2 separate regions of the Macaca mulatta genome follow, and region 1 is linked to region 2. A link is a contact called in public Hi-C data. All regions are on one chromosome and are shown on one strand. The core of a region is the stretch at or near the end of the contact, and the rest is flanking DNA. Distances in the headings are between cores, read along the strand shown. Region 1 holds the start of SP140L (SP140 nuclear body protein like). Region 2 holds the start of SP110 (SP110 nuclear body protein).

Evidence for each region. A called contact is a pair of places that touch in the nucleus more often than the background predicts.
Region 1: a contact with region 2 is called in a Hi-C map of blood, with 2.9 times the contacts expected there. The contact joins the promoter of SP140L here to the promoter of SP110 in region 2. A contact is called at or near these places in 4 of 14 Hi-C or Micro-C datasets (CD4 T cells, blood, cortical neurons and 1 more).

Annotation. Positions count from the first base shown.
Region 1 is chr12:135,603,358-135,610,404 of T2T-MMU8v2.0, reverse strand. It overlaps SP140L (SP140 nuclear body protein like), which reads right to left and starts at 5,008. Exons shown (of 21, transcript XR_013402222.1): 1 at 4,900-5,008; 2 at 3,415-3,489.
Region 2 is chr12:135,488,489-135,494,954 of T2T-MMU8v2.0, reverse strand. It overlaps SP110 (SP110 nuclear body protein), which reads left to right and starts at 3,811. Exons shown (of 13, transcript XM_077957804.1): 1 at 3,811-3,927.

The sequences.
Region 1 (7,047 bases), core at 3,759-6,258, 110 kb before region 2:
TATCAAAATTAATAGAAGTAAAATGATATGATTGCCTCAAAGATTCTTTGGCAAGCATTTTGATAAATATCCTATACATGGTCTTGATTTAAAAAAAATAACTTTAGTAAACCAGAGCAGATAATGTCCTTAACTTGATAAAAGGCATCTGTCAGAAAGTCTCAAGTTAAACATTGTAAGTGTTCCTCGAGCACTGGAACAAAACTAGAATGCTCATTTTTGTGTTACCATTCAGTATTAAACTGACAATCCTGCCTAATATACTAAGGAAAAAAGAAAGAAAAAAAAGTAAGATAAAGAAAAATCTACAGGCATAAATTCTGAAAAAGAGCAGACAAAGCTGCTATTTTGAGGATGTGATTATTTCACCGGAAAATACAAGACAATAATAGGAGGGAGAAGACCACTTGGAAAGTCTGCTTGCACAAGGTCATCAAACTAAAACAAATAGATTTCCCCTGTGCCCGTAAGAAATAACTAGAAAATGTAAAAGGGAAACGAGTTCCTGATTACAAATATAATTTTAAAATGCCTAGCACTAAAGTGACCCAATAAGGACCCAAGTTCAAAAAATTATAAATAAGTGGAGAGATATACTGTGTTTCTAGCTAGGATCATTGGAAATTTTTAAAAATGTAAATTCTTGTTAAATTTATCTATTCATTTAGTGTCTCTCAGTTGGATCCCAGCAAGACAGGTTATAGAACACTACCTAGAAAATCATAGCAACTAAAACAGTTCAGTATTAAAACAAGAATAAAAAATATAACCATGGATTAGAACATGGGTCACCTATACAAATGTATACGTAAGAGAGAATTTAGTACCCTCGTTCCCTTTTATCCACAGGGGATGCTTCCAAGATCCCCAGTGGATGCCTGAAACTGCAGATAGTACCAAACTCTGTATATACTATGTTTTCCCCCATCTATACATAAATGAGGCACAATAAGAGATTAAAAATAATATTTAATAATAAAGTAGAACTATAACAATATACTGTAATAAAATTTATGTAAATGTGGTCTCTTTCTCTCTCTCAAAATATTGTACTGTAGATATTAGCAACCTTAGCATGTGATTTTTTTTTCTTTCAGGAAATTTCACATTTTCACTTAAAGGAAGCACTTGACGGCTTCTCTTTGGCATATCTGAATTGCCAGCATCAGTCCTCATGTGCTTTGGGGCCATTATTGACTAAAATCAGAGTTCTCTGAACACAAGCACTGTGATACCATGACAGCCGATCCAATTACCAGGATGGCTACTCAGTGATTCATGGACTGGTGGTGTCCACATTGTGGATTGTGGATACGCTAGATAAAGGGATAGTTTGCATTCTGGGCATGATGGAGAGGGACAGCATGAGATTTCATCACACTACTCAGAACAGCAAGTAACTTAAAATTCATGAATTGTTTATTTCTGGATATTTCTGGAATTTTCCATTTAATGTTTTTGGACCATGGTCGACTATGACTAACTGAAATCTCAGAAAGTGAAACCGTGCAGAAAGGAGGACTACTATAGTTAATAATGGCATAAAGATATCAAATATCTAGCAGAAGTACAAAACATTCAAAGAGAAAAAATATATTTTAATAGAAAATATTTCTAAATTAATCTTATACTTGAGGCATATTCATGAGAACGGAAGCCATAATATTGTAAATATGTCGGCTCTCTTCGAACTGATCTATAGAGTCAGTGCAATTCCACACAAAATGCCAAGATTTTGACAGGCTAATTTGGGAACCCAAAGTTTAAGACTTTTGGAGGAAGAGGAAGAGATTTTGCCCTGTCAGATGTCAAGAGTTCCTGGGAAGCCTCCATCGCTATGGCAGTGTGGTTGGTACTGGCATAAGGAGAGGCTCTCACAGGCCGGGGGCAGAGAAAAGAGAACACAGAAACACACCCTGCCTCTATGGCCACTTGGTTCACAGTAAGTGGGGAAAAGGATAATATAATTAATGGTGTCATCAGAAAAATTGATAAGAATAAAAACAGAGTCTTCGAACTGCAGCTCAGACAAAAACAATTTGGTCTCAGACAAAATAGGAACCCTGAAAAAAAATTAAAAAGTGACTCTCCCAGGTTATGACTGAGCAAATGGAATATTTAGGGTGAGCTGCTCTGGTCAAGCCTGCCCAGAGGCGCTGTAAAGCCACAGCAGGCACATGGAACACAAGATCAGATAGAATCAGTCTGGAAGAATATCTCAAAGATGCTAATAAGAATATCCCAAAGTTCTTAACAGTGCACAAAAACCTAAATAAAGCAAAACCATGAAGATTGAATGAGAAATTAACAAAATGTGGAATACAGGGGAGCTTGCAGAGCTATAGAAACAAATTAAGATCCCTCCTCATAAATAAACACAATCAATTTTTTTAAGTTGGAAATTACAAGAAACAAGAAATATACTAAAATATAGATGGCTTAGTCCTTTTTCACACTGCTCTAAAGGAATACCACAGACTGGGTAATTTATAAAGGAAAGAGGTTTAATTGGCACACAGTTCCACATGACTGGGGAGGCCTCAGGAAACTCAAAATCATGGTGGAAGGTGAAGGAGAAGCAAGTATGTTCTTCACAAGCCGGCAAGAGAGAGAGAGCACAGGGGAAACTATCATTTACAAAACCATCAGATCTTGTAGAATTCACTCACTGTCATGAGAACAGCATGGGAGAAACTGCCCCCATGATCCAATCACCTCCCACCAGGTCCCTCTCTCAACACCTGGAATTTACAATTCTGATTACAATTCAAGATGAGATTTTGGTGGGGACACAGAGCCAAACCATATCACTAGATAATTGTCATGGAGGAAAAGTCTGAGACAACTATTATGAACTCAAAGTAAAAAACTGAAAAGATGAAAGCACCAGGGGGAATATAAAAGCTGTGAAGACTGAAGTTGCCCCAATGTAAGAATAATTTTGCCTAAAAATTGAAAAAGAAAATATCAGAGATTTTAGAGAAGGAACTTTTCCTGGAACAAAGGCAGAATCGAATCTGCCACCTTAATACAAGAAAGACTTTAAAAACTGACATTGCTCATAGAGTGCCTCAGCAACTCTCCGTATCACTATATATAATGAGGGTGCATCTGTCTCATAAAATCTACGTCATAAGATGTTTATACATGAAATTTTAAGCTGTTAATAAGATAAAAGTCACCATATACAAATGTAAGGGAGAAGAAAAGTATATTCATACTTTGCAGACTATTTAGTGAACTCTCCCATATCATGAAAAAAAGACAAACACCTCAACTGAATCACACCGGCAAAAAATAAACAAAAAAAATGATAGAAGAGGAAATTTAATTGGCCAAGAAACATGAAAAACTGTTCAGCTTTCCACATTACCAGGAAAATACAAATTAAAACAAAATGCAATTCTTTATCACCTTTGCAAACTTTGGCTGTGTGCAGGAAGATAGTTCATCTCATTTGCTACTCGTGAAACAACTCCATTCAGCCTCCTAAAAAGACAATTTGGCAGGATCTATAAACAAGTAAACAACAGCACCCTTTGCTTCAACAATTCCACCTTTTAAGCTTTAGACGCAAGATAGATACTTGTATACGTGCAAAAAAAAAAAAAAAAAGAAATATATAATCATTATTATAGCTTATTGACAAACGTGAACAATTTAAAACAATATAAATGCCCTTCAATTGGAGAATGGTTAAAAAATTATGCTACGTAAATTCTATGGAATAGTATGTGTAAAAAGAATGAGATAGATCTGCATGTATTAAGGTGAAAGATCTCTAAGATTTCCACCATTAAAATGAGTAAAAATGCAAAATGCAGAATAACATGTGCAATGTAATCCCATGTGTTACAAAACAAGAACACAAATTATGTATTTGCAAAAACATACTTCATACACATAAATGCATCGAAAAATATAAGAAAAGCTATGCCCAAGACTCTTCGACAGGACTGTGAAAGGAAGCTACAAGGTGAGGTAAGTGGTGAAGGAGATTTTTTCCTTTACATACTCCTCCACTGTTTGAAATTTTATGAGCAAGAATGTAATGTATTTCTTTTGCATTAAAAAATTTAAAAGATTAAAATTGCTTGAACCCAGGAGGCAGGGGTTGCAGTGAGCCAGGATTATGCCACTGCACTCCAGCCTGGGTGACAGAGTGAGACCCTGTCTAAACAAACAAACAAAAAAGATTAAGTAATGTTTTTTATGAACTCATTACTAGAGAAAAGATAGGATTTCCACGTCTTTTCTGGTCAGAGGCATCCCCCATCTTGGGACAGGAAATTGAAGTAAAAATAAAAAATATTTAGTTTCTGTCATCCTGGGCCTTTTTCTTCTTTTTCCTTCTTCGGATCTAGGTCAATTGTATCAGAACTCACACCCTGAGTCAGTCAAGGAAATAGCCCCAAAGCTGACTGAGGCCCCTTGCCAGGACAGGTGAAACCACAGTTTCCAGTGTTTAAAAGTAAGCCAGCTGTTTACCCTGGAGTGTCTATTTTCTAAACTACCTTCTTTGACATGACATATGTGAAGGCAGAGAGGGCAGAGGGATGTGAAAGTGTTCAGAGATCATGAGGAAATAATAACTCTCTGTCACAAATGACTGAAACGACTGTTCAGAATGTCCCAGCCAGTGGAGCAGTAGTTTCAAAACAAGAAAAGTCATCTGTGTTACGGCAAGCTGGACTCACACAAACAGTTGTCCTGCTGCACTTGTAAAAATCTGATTTCCTCATTACGTTCTCTTTTATTTCATTATATTACACTACCTACCTATGTTCTTGCAAAGCAGGACTAAACTAAAGTGAAGCTTTAGACAGAAACTGAACGAAATGCATGAAAGCTCCAATACTGCCAGAGATAAAGGTTGAAGGAAGAGAGAGAAAGACTCACCTGGTACTCAGGTCGCTGCCCCCACCTGCCATCTTCCCAACCTAGGCCCTGCCTGGGTCTCAGAGCCTGGCTTATGAGCTCCCCCGTCAGCCCAGCCTGCATGCAGTGTGGCTGCCCAGACCCAGAACAGGAAGTCGGCCGACAGACTGACTCATCCTCACAGGTTTCTGCCCAAATGGGGAAAAGAGAAGTGAAAGTATTTTTTTAATCTCCTGCTCAGCTACAGGCACTGTGTTTTCCCCCTTTTTTCACTCCAAGGGGTTCTCAGCTTTTCTGAAATGTGGCAGAGGGTTGGAGGAGAAGCCTGACAAGCAGCAAGACCTGCAGGACCAGGGAAGGAGGGCCCAGGGAACGAGCAGGGCCAGCTCCCGGAAGTCCACTTGTTTGTGCAATAGACAGCAAAAAAAAAAAAAAAAGTCCATGAACCAAAATTGTCCTTGGGAGCTCTGCCCTCTAAGAGGGGGCACAGTTTTACATGGGAGCTGTGGGGAGACTCCATGTTTGCCCCTTCCCCTTGCTGAGATGGCTGGGGCCGTGGGGGTTGGAGGGTTGGAGGGTAAAGCCAGAAACTTTGAATCTTCTCTCAAGCCCATTGGAGAGCCTGAACTGGACTAAGGTAGATCTCAACATTGGGACCCAGGGCTGGAGAGAACCAAAATGCTCAGCATTGTAACCTGGGGAGAGTGTTCTTAGCCTTCCTGGAAATCAGCCAGAGGTAAGAGAGAACTGTCCACACCCCTGGGACCAGAGGCTGGAGCCAGCATGATAAGAAAGGCAAACCTTTTAGGTGCAAGGGTTTAAGGAATCTTGACTATGGGGCCACCTTGGAACAGCCAGGGCTGAAGAGGCATCTGAACTTCGGAGAATTCACTGGAATCTTGAGAGGACAGAAGCTTCTCGCTGGAGGAGGATGGAGGTTGGAACCCAGATGATGTAGACTTGGAAAGGCAGGGTGGCTCCTGCTGGGGATTCTACCTCTGCCCAGATTTTCCATTTAGATTCTGATGCCAGTGGGATTGTTGGAGGTGGAAATGTAATTACTGCTGTTGGAAGGGAGTGAAACCTTGGAAAATGGGCTTATGGGAAGAGGTACCCTGATAGGGGAGGAAGAGGCTATGGGTGAAAGATTGTAGGGAGTCAGAAAGACAAGGTTAGCAATGGATAACACAGGAAATCCCTCTAACGACCTTCTGAAGGTGAGGACCATTCATGAGAAACCCCGAGGAAGCCCTCAGTCCTTGTGCAGCATCAGGAGGAAACAGACTGGCCCAGGGCCACCCCTGAGTCCACATCATCACGCAGAGTCCTTCAGTTTGATCCCCTGTTGTATCCACAGCTGGACATGCGCAGATCCCTGTCCCCTGGTAACTGATGGGCACCACAGGCTCCTGGTGGCCCATGGACGCCACCTCATGCCTCCTTCCGAAGGCCACCCAGCCAGCAAGGCCTGCCACGGACACACCGTGAGCACGCACAGCGAGCAAGGGGCCAGTGACCGCAATGAACACAGTCATCTTCCTGTGTTCCCGTCCATGCGGCCACCCCATGCTCCTCCGGGCTCTGCCCCTGCCAGGCCAGCGTCCCCTCTCTCAGCCTTGTATAGTGCTGCAGCCTCTTTAGGGCTGGGTGGAAACAGAAGCTGAAAATCCTCCTCTTACCGGGATTCTAGCTCACCAAACACTTCAAAATGTGTGGTAGAAGCACCATAGTTGCTTCTAAATAAAGTTGAACTCATGTAAGGACTAGATTCTAAGATCATTTTGCCATTTGGCAGCTCATGAGCCCCAACAGGGCACCGCCCACCCTCTGTTCACCCTGCCAGAGGTGGGGGACTCTGCCCTTCACTCCTCCTGATCCCTGTCCTCTTCCCGTGAGCTTCATTCCATCTAGACTCCCAAGGTGGTCCTGCCTTCTGTACTTCTCCCTGCACCCTGAGGCCCTGCAGGTGTGGTCCTTGTGGGGCACAGGGATGTGACTCGATGCTAAGCAGTTGAAAGCATTCAAAAATAGTGGGCAAATGGCAAAAGCAGGTGGCATGGAGTGAATTAGAAGACACGAGATTTCATGCAATGTGTTTCATACAGACAAGTGTGGCAATGTGCCCCACCCCAAAATCCAGTCTCCCTGAATGAGGGGAGGGAGCTTCAT
Region 2 (6,466 bases), core at 2,562-5,061:
GGCAGGGTCACTGTGCCTACCAGGTCTTGCATATGTCTGGATCTCTCTCTCTTACCCATGTTTGCTCATGACTCCCAAACTCCTGACTCTGCATGCTAATGGGGACATTCACTGTTTTTATGTCCAATTATGTCAGATAACCAATCCCAGATTGATCGTATTTCCTTGAATATCTCTTGCCTATAATTCAACCTCTGGTACCCAACATTTTTATCAGTCAGGATTTGGGAGTAAAAATAATCCAAACCGACTCTGGCTAAAACTCGGGCAAAAAGTCAATTTCTTAGAACTATATTGGGTAGCTCACAGAATGTATGGGAAAGCCAGAGGACTAAGTTAAGAAAGTAGGCAGTCTAGGCAGGTTATATTAACTCACTTGCCCTTTGTTATAATATAGTTGAATGATATCTGGATCACCTGAACATCCCATAGAATGTCAGACTGGGCTGGGCATGGTGGCTCACGCCTGTAATCCCAGCTCTTTGGGAGGCCGAGGCAGGCAGATCACGAGGTCAGGAGATCAAGACCATCCTGGCCAACATGGTGAAACCCCGTCTCTACTAAAAATACAAAAATTAGCCGGATATGGTGGCATGCACCTGTAGTCCCAGCTACTCGGGAGGCTGAAGCAAGAGAATCGCTTGAACCTGGAAGGCAGAGGTTGCAGTGAGCCAAGATCACACCACAGCACTCTAGCCTGATGACAGAGCATGATTGTGTCTCAAAAAAAAAAAAAAAAAAAAAAGAATGTCAGACTGATTGATGACACTGGTGACAACATGCTGATCAGACAGGATGAGCAAGATCTTGGCGGCCAGCATACCAGCTAAAGAAGAATAAATTACTGACCCACAACAGCAGGGATGAATCTCAAAAGCATGATGATGAGGAAAAGAAAGTCATACACCAAAAGTGCATTCCATGTGCCTTCATTGAAACAAAACAAAACAAACAAAAACACCTTAATACACACAAAACTAATCTGTGGTGACAGAAAGCAGATCAGTGGTTGCCTGGTGCTGGCCTTAAGGAGGGGATTATCTGCAAAGAACACAGGGAACTTTCTAGGGTAACAGAAATAGTGTGTATCTTTTTTTTTTTTTTTTTTTTTTTTTTTTTTGTGAGACAGGATCTCACTCTCTCACTGCTCACCAGACTGGACCTCCCGGGCTCAAGCAATTCTCCCACTTCTGTCTCCCTGGTAGCGGGGACCACAGCTATGTACCACCATGCCCAATTAATTTTTAAAAATGTATTTTTATAGAGATGAGGACTTGCTCTGTTGTCCAGGCTGGTCTCAAACACCTGGGCTCAAGCGATCCTCCTGCCTCGACCTCCCAAAATGCAGGGATTATAGGCGCAAGCGACTCTCCCAGCCTAGAAATGGTCTGCATCTTGACTGGTGTAGTACTTACATTTGGTAAAATGTACATTACAATGAATAAATTTTATACCTCAATAAACTGAAGCTAAAAAGAATTGTATATAATTTTAATAGATTCTCAGTACTTAATCACTAGCATGTGAATTAACAGGTGAGGTTTTCCCATTATTACCATATTGTCAAGCATGTTTTTTTTTTTTGAGGCGGGGTCTGACTCTGTTGCCCAGGCTAGACTGCTGTGGTGCAGTCTCAGCTCACTGCAACCTCCAGCTCCTGAATTCAAGTGATTCTCATGCCTCAGCCTCCTGAGTAGCTCGTATTACAGGCATGTGCTACCACGCCCAGCTAATTTTTTTGTGTTTTTAGTAGAGATGGGATTTTGCCATGTTGGCAAGGCTGGTCTTGAATTCCTGGCCTCAAGTGATCTGCCTGCCTCAGGCTTCCAAAGTGCTAGCTAAGCTACAGGCCTGAGTCACTGTGCCCAGCCAAGCATATATGGCTTAGAATAAACATCTTTCATCCTCATTCACAGCTGTCTTTTTTCATGTAACAATTTTTGCCTGATTTGACATTGACTTTATTTTCCCACTCCTGTTTTACTTTTGTTTGTTTGTTTTGCATTTGCCTGGTATATCTCTGAAGAGATCTAAAGGAAGAAGTTCTTGCTGCCAGGCTCCTCAGACGCCCATGAAGGGGCTATCCAAGTGATGTGGAGGGTAAGTGACATGTGACATTTCCATAAAATAACCTTAATTCCTTAATTCCTTTACCACCACCATCCCCTGCATCACAGCACCGTATGTTACTGCGTGCTGAGGCATCAATGCACCCTCTCCTCAGCTGTCAGCATTGCATTTTTCCTGGCTGTGTCTTCCATGCCTCTGTTTCACCCACAGCCATTACCTGCAAAGCTGGTCTGCTATTCTGTACATACTTGGGTGGGATATGCTGTGTTTGTTCCTGCATAGAAGGGCTCGCTCTTGTGCAGTTAGTCTTGGTTTCAAAGCTTCTTCAACTTTAGATCCATGTCTGCCATCTTGTATCTGAGGAGTTTGTGGGTGTCCTGGTAGGGGAACTTGGGGGTCCTATACATTTGAGAATTATTGATTTAATCAAACTTACATAGATTTCTTTTCTTTGTTCCCGAGATGGAGTCTTGCTGTGTCACTCAGGCTGGAGTGCAGTGGTGCGATCTCAGCTCACTGCAACCTCAACCTCCTGGGTTCAAGCGATTCTCCTACCTCAGCCTCCCAAGTAGCTGGGATTACAGGCTCACGCCACCACATCCAGCTAGTTTTTGTATTTTTAGTAGAGATGTGGTTTCACCATGTTGGCCAGGATGGTCTCAAACTCCTGACCTCGTGATCCACCCGCCTCAGCCTCCCAAAGTGCTGGGATTACAGGCGTGAGCCACCATGCCTGGCCCAAAGTTACATCGATTTCTATAGTGCAGTGGTGCAATCATAGCTCTGTGTGGCCTTGAACTCCTGGGCTCAAGCAAGCCTCCAGCCTCAGCCTCCTCAGTAACTAGGACTACAAGGTACATGCCACCACACTCAGTTAATTTTTTATTTTTTTATTTTTTATAGAGATGGGGTCTCACTATGTTGCCCAGGCTGGTCTCAAACTCCTAGGCTCAAGCAATCCTCCCATCTTGGGCTCCTAAAGTGCTGGGATTATAGGCATGAGCCACTGTGCCTGGCCAATAGTTAAGGATTTTTCATAGGCCCCACATGTCAATGTATATTAGGGATCTTTAAAGGGGGCATGAGAAGGGGTGTCCCTGCCAGCCCTTGAGTTGCTGCTCTGGAATCAGCAGGCCCCAGCTCTGCTTCAGACTCCAGGCTCCCAACTACCTGCCCAGCTCTCAGCCATTTTTCTGCCTGGAGGTCTGCCTGCCTCTGCACAATTCCAGTTCATGTGCAGGTTCCCTTGCATTTCAATTTCTTGTAATAATCTTATCCTGACAAATTCTAGGCATTTCTGGCACATTCTCTTTTTTGTGTGTGCTGTTAGTTTGATAACACACTGGATAAATTCCACTGAATTTATTCAGTTACGTAAACATCACCACAATCCAATTTGAGAACATTTTCATCAACCTAAAATGTACAGAATGAGGACAAGTCATGGGAAAATAGATGTGGGTAGGGAAGCAGTTGGACGCTGAGTTCCCCGTTCCCACTGCCGCTGGGGAGGGACCCCTATGCCTCCTCCTCCCATACGCCTCTCTCTGGGCTGATCCCAACTGGCAGCACGCCCGCCCCCAAACCCCAACTGCCGAGACGTCCCGGGAGCCTCACAAGCGCCCATGAGGAGGTGGAGAGAGGCTGCAGGCACTGACCTGCCTTCAGCTTCCTGCTTGGCAAACTCTGAAAACTTTCACTTTTCTTTTCTCTGAAGCCCGGCCCCTTACTGCGTTTGTCAAAGCACGGACTTCCTGTTTTGCCTGCTACCATCTCCCTGTAACTCTCCCAATCTTCGAAGAGTGATCCCCGGCCCAGCTCCTGGAAAGGGGCAGGAACGACAAACTCAAAGTCCAGGTGAGTTTCTGTGTTTGCTGCTTTATTCTTCGCCCTTGGCGACTGCAGAGGCGACTGCAGTTAACTTTCCGGCAGCAGCTGCAGGGTGGAGTTCACCTGTTGAAACTCGGAGGCTCTGTCAGAGCTCAAGCACGTGGTACTTATTAGGAGACTGTTAAAAGGGGGCACATGGAGGGAACACTGACACCTCTTTTTTTCGCCATAGAGTCCAGCCTGTTACTGTGAATGGAACCGAGATTTGCCCTCTACCCTCACCTAAGCTCTCATCCTACACTGCCGGCAATAGGCAGCTCATCTGTTATCCGTTGTGTAAATGACTAGAGGTATTTGGGAAGCTGGTGGAAAAGAAAAAATGAGAGTACATTTAATTTCCTCTCTAGTGTATCGTGAACTTTTTATATATTTTCTCTAAACACACTCATGATTATTTCCTTGAAATAAATTATTAGAAGTGGAAATTCAAAGGAGCCCATGTTTCAGGGCATTGGACACTGATTACTGAATCAGCCTCCAGAACATTTGGACCTGTTGACCTTCCCACTCACAGTGTCTGAGATTATTGCTATTATTTTCTATCTTGGCCAATTTGATAGACAAATATGTTATCAAATTGTCTTCATTTACGCTTTGTTTGTTTGTTGTTGTTGTTTTGAGACGGAGTCTCGCTCTGTTGCCCAGGCTGGAGTGCAATGGCACCATCTCAGATCACTGCAACCTCTGCCTTCTGGGTTCAACCTTCTGCCTCAGCCTCCTGAGTAGCTGGGACTATAGGTGTGCACCACCACGCCCAACTAATTTTTGTATTTTTAGTAGAGACAGGGTTTCACCATGTTGGCCAGGCTGGTCTCGAACTCCTGACCTCAGGTGATCCTCCCACCTCGACCTCCCAAAATGCTGGGATTACAGGCATGAGCTACCATGCCTAGCCTTCATTTATACTTTCTACCAGCTAGTTAACATGCTTATCGTATATTCATTGCACATTTGGCTTATTCTTTTATCACTCTCTGTTCATGTATTTTGCTTTTTTATTTTCTAGTTGGATGTTTGTCTTTGCTTATTCATTTGCAAAATTTCTTTACGTAATAAAAATCTAAGCAGTCATATATGAGATATAGTGTCTTGCATAGAGAGAAACAGGATTTTAGAGTCAGACAAGCTCTGCTTTGCCACTGAATACCTTGTGTGACTTACTAACCTCTCTGTGCCTCCCTTTCATCTTTGGGACTCATGACAGACGAAGAATGAGGAAGCTCCAGACTTCCTGTGCTGAGCGCTGCTGTATAATGAATTGTTCTAAAAGGAGCCCCCAAGACCCCTTCCTCTTCTTAGTATATGTTTATTCTGACTTTCTCTGACTTTGCACTGATCTTTGCACTATCTCCTTCCCCTAGGCATATTGTGGATAGTAGATTTCTCTCCTATCTGTTCTCTATCTTCTAAGACTTCTTCCCGACCACAGATTCTCAGTGGCATCTTTTCTTGTTTTCCAGGGCTATTGCAGATTATTCTTTTCATGAGTACTTTTTTCTGCCAAGTTAAAAACATTGGGGAATGAGGAGAAAGAGACTATGGTGCTTAATCCGCCACTGGGATTAAATCCCTGGAAACAGTTGTTAATTACAATTTAGTTTTCTGTTCAACACAAAATGAAGTTGGAAAAATGGAATCCACGTTTGTTCTGTTTGTTAAAAATCCTCAAGTTGATTGAATGTTTTGTGAGTGCTTTTCCTTTTCTTGACAATTTGTCAAGAATGTCATTTATAAATTTTCTTCCCATTAGAACTTATTGATATCTCCTCATGGTCCATAAATGGCCAATCTTTAATAAATGCTGCATGGTCATGGGAAAAGGCACATGTCTGAGACATGAAATGGTGGCACTGAACATGTCAGTTAAGTCACTTTTACTAAGTATGCCTTTCTCAGCCCTCATGCTTTTATTTATGCTTGGCCCATTTGTGTTGAAGATTGGGAGTGGTTTATTAAAGTTTCTAAATATTATCAGGTTTCCAGCCGGACTCTACCCATTTTAGGGTGGTCCCTGTTGCATGAGCATTGCTAGTTAATGGCTTCAGCTACAGCCCGGGTCATCTTGTTTAACCCAGATCAATGTGGCCATGAAACACATAGTTAGGACTCTAAGCCTGGAATCGGGATTTGCTCCCAGCTCTTACACTCTCGAGTTGTGCAACCCTGGGGCAAGTTATTAAACCTTTCTATGTCTCAGTGTCCTCAACAGTATAAACAGGTGCGGCCATAGGAGCCATCTCACAAGGGTTTTATGAAGATCAGATAAGTTACTGCATATGAAACCCTTAGAACAAAGTCTGGCACACAGGAAACACTCTATAAATATTAGCTACTTTTAATATCTTCCTTATGTTTACCTGCAGCGCCTTGGGATTCTGTCATTATATTTTCAGTCACTCTCAGCCTCCATTGTTGCTGGGAATTGTCATTGTTTCCTATACCCATGAGCCTTTTAGGCAGACATTGCTTTGCAGGTACTAAGGATGCCTTTGGGACCAGAATGCCT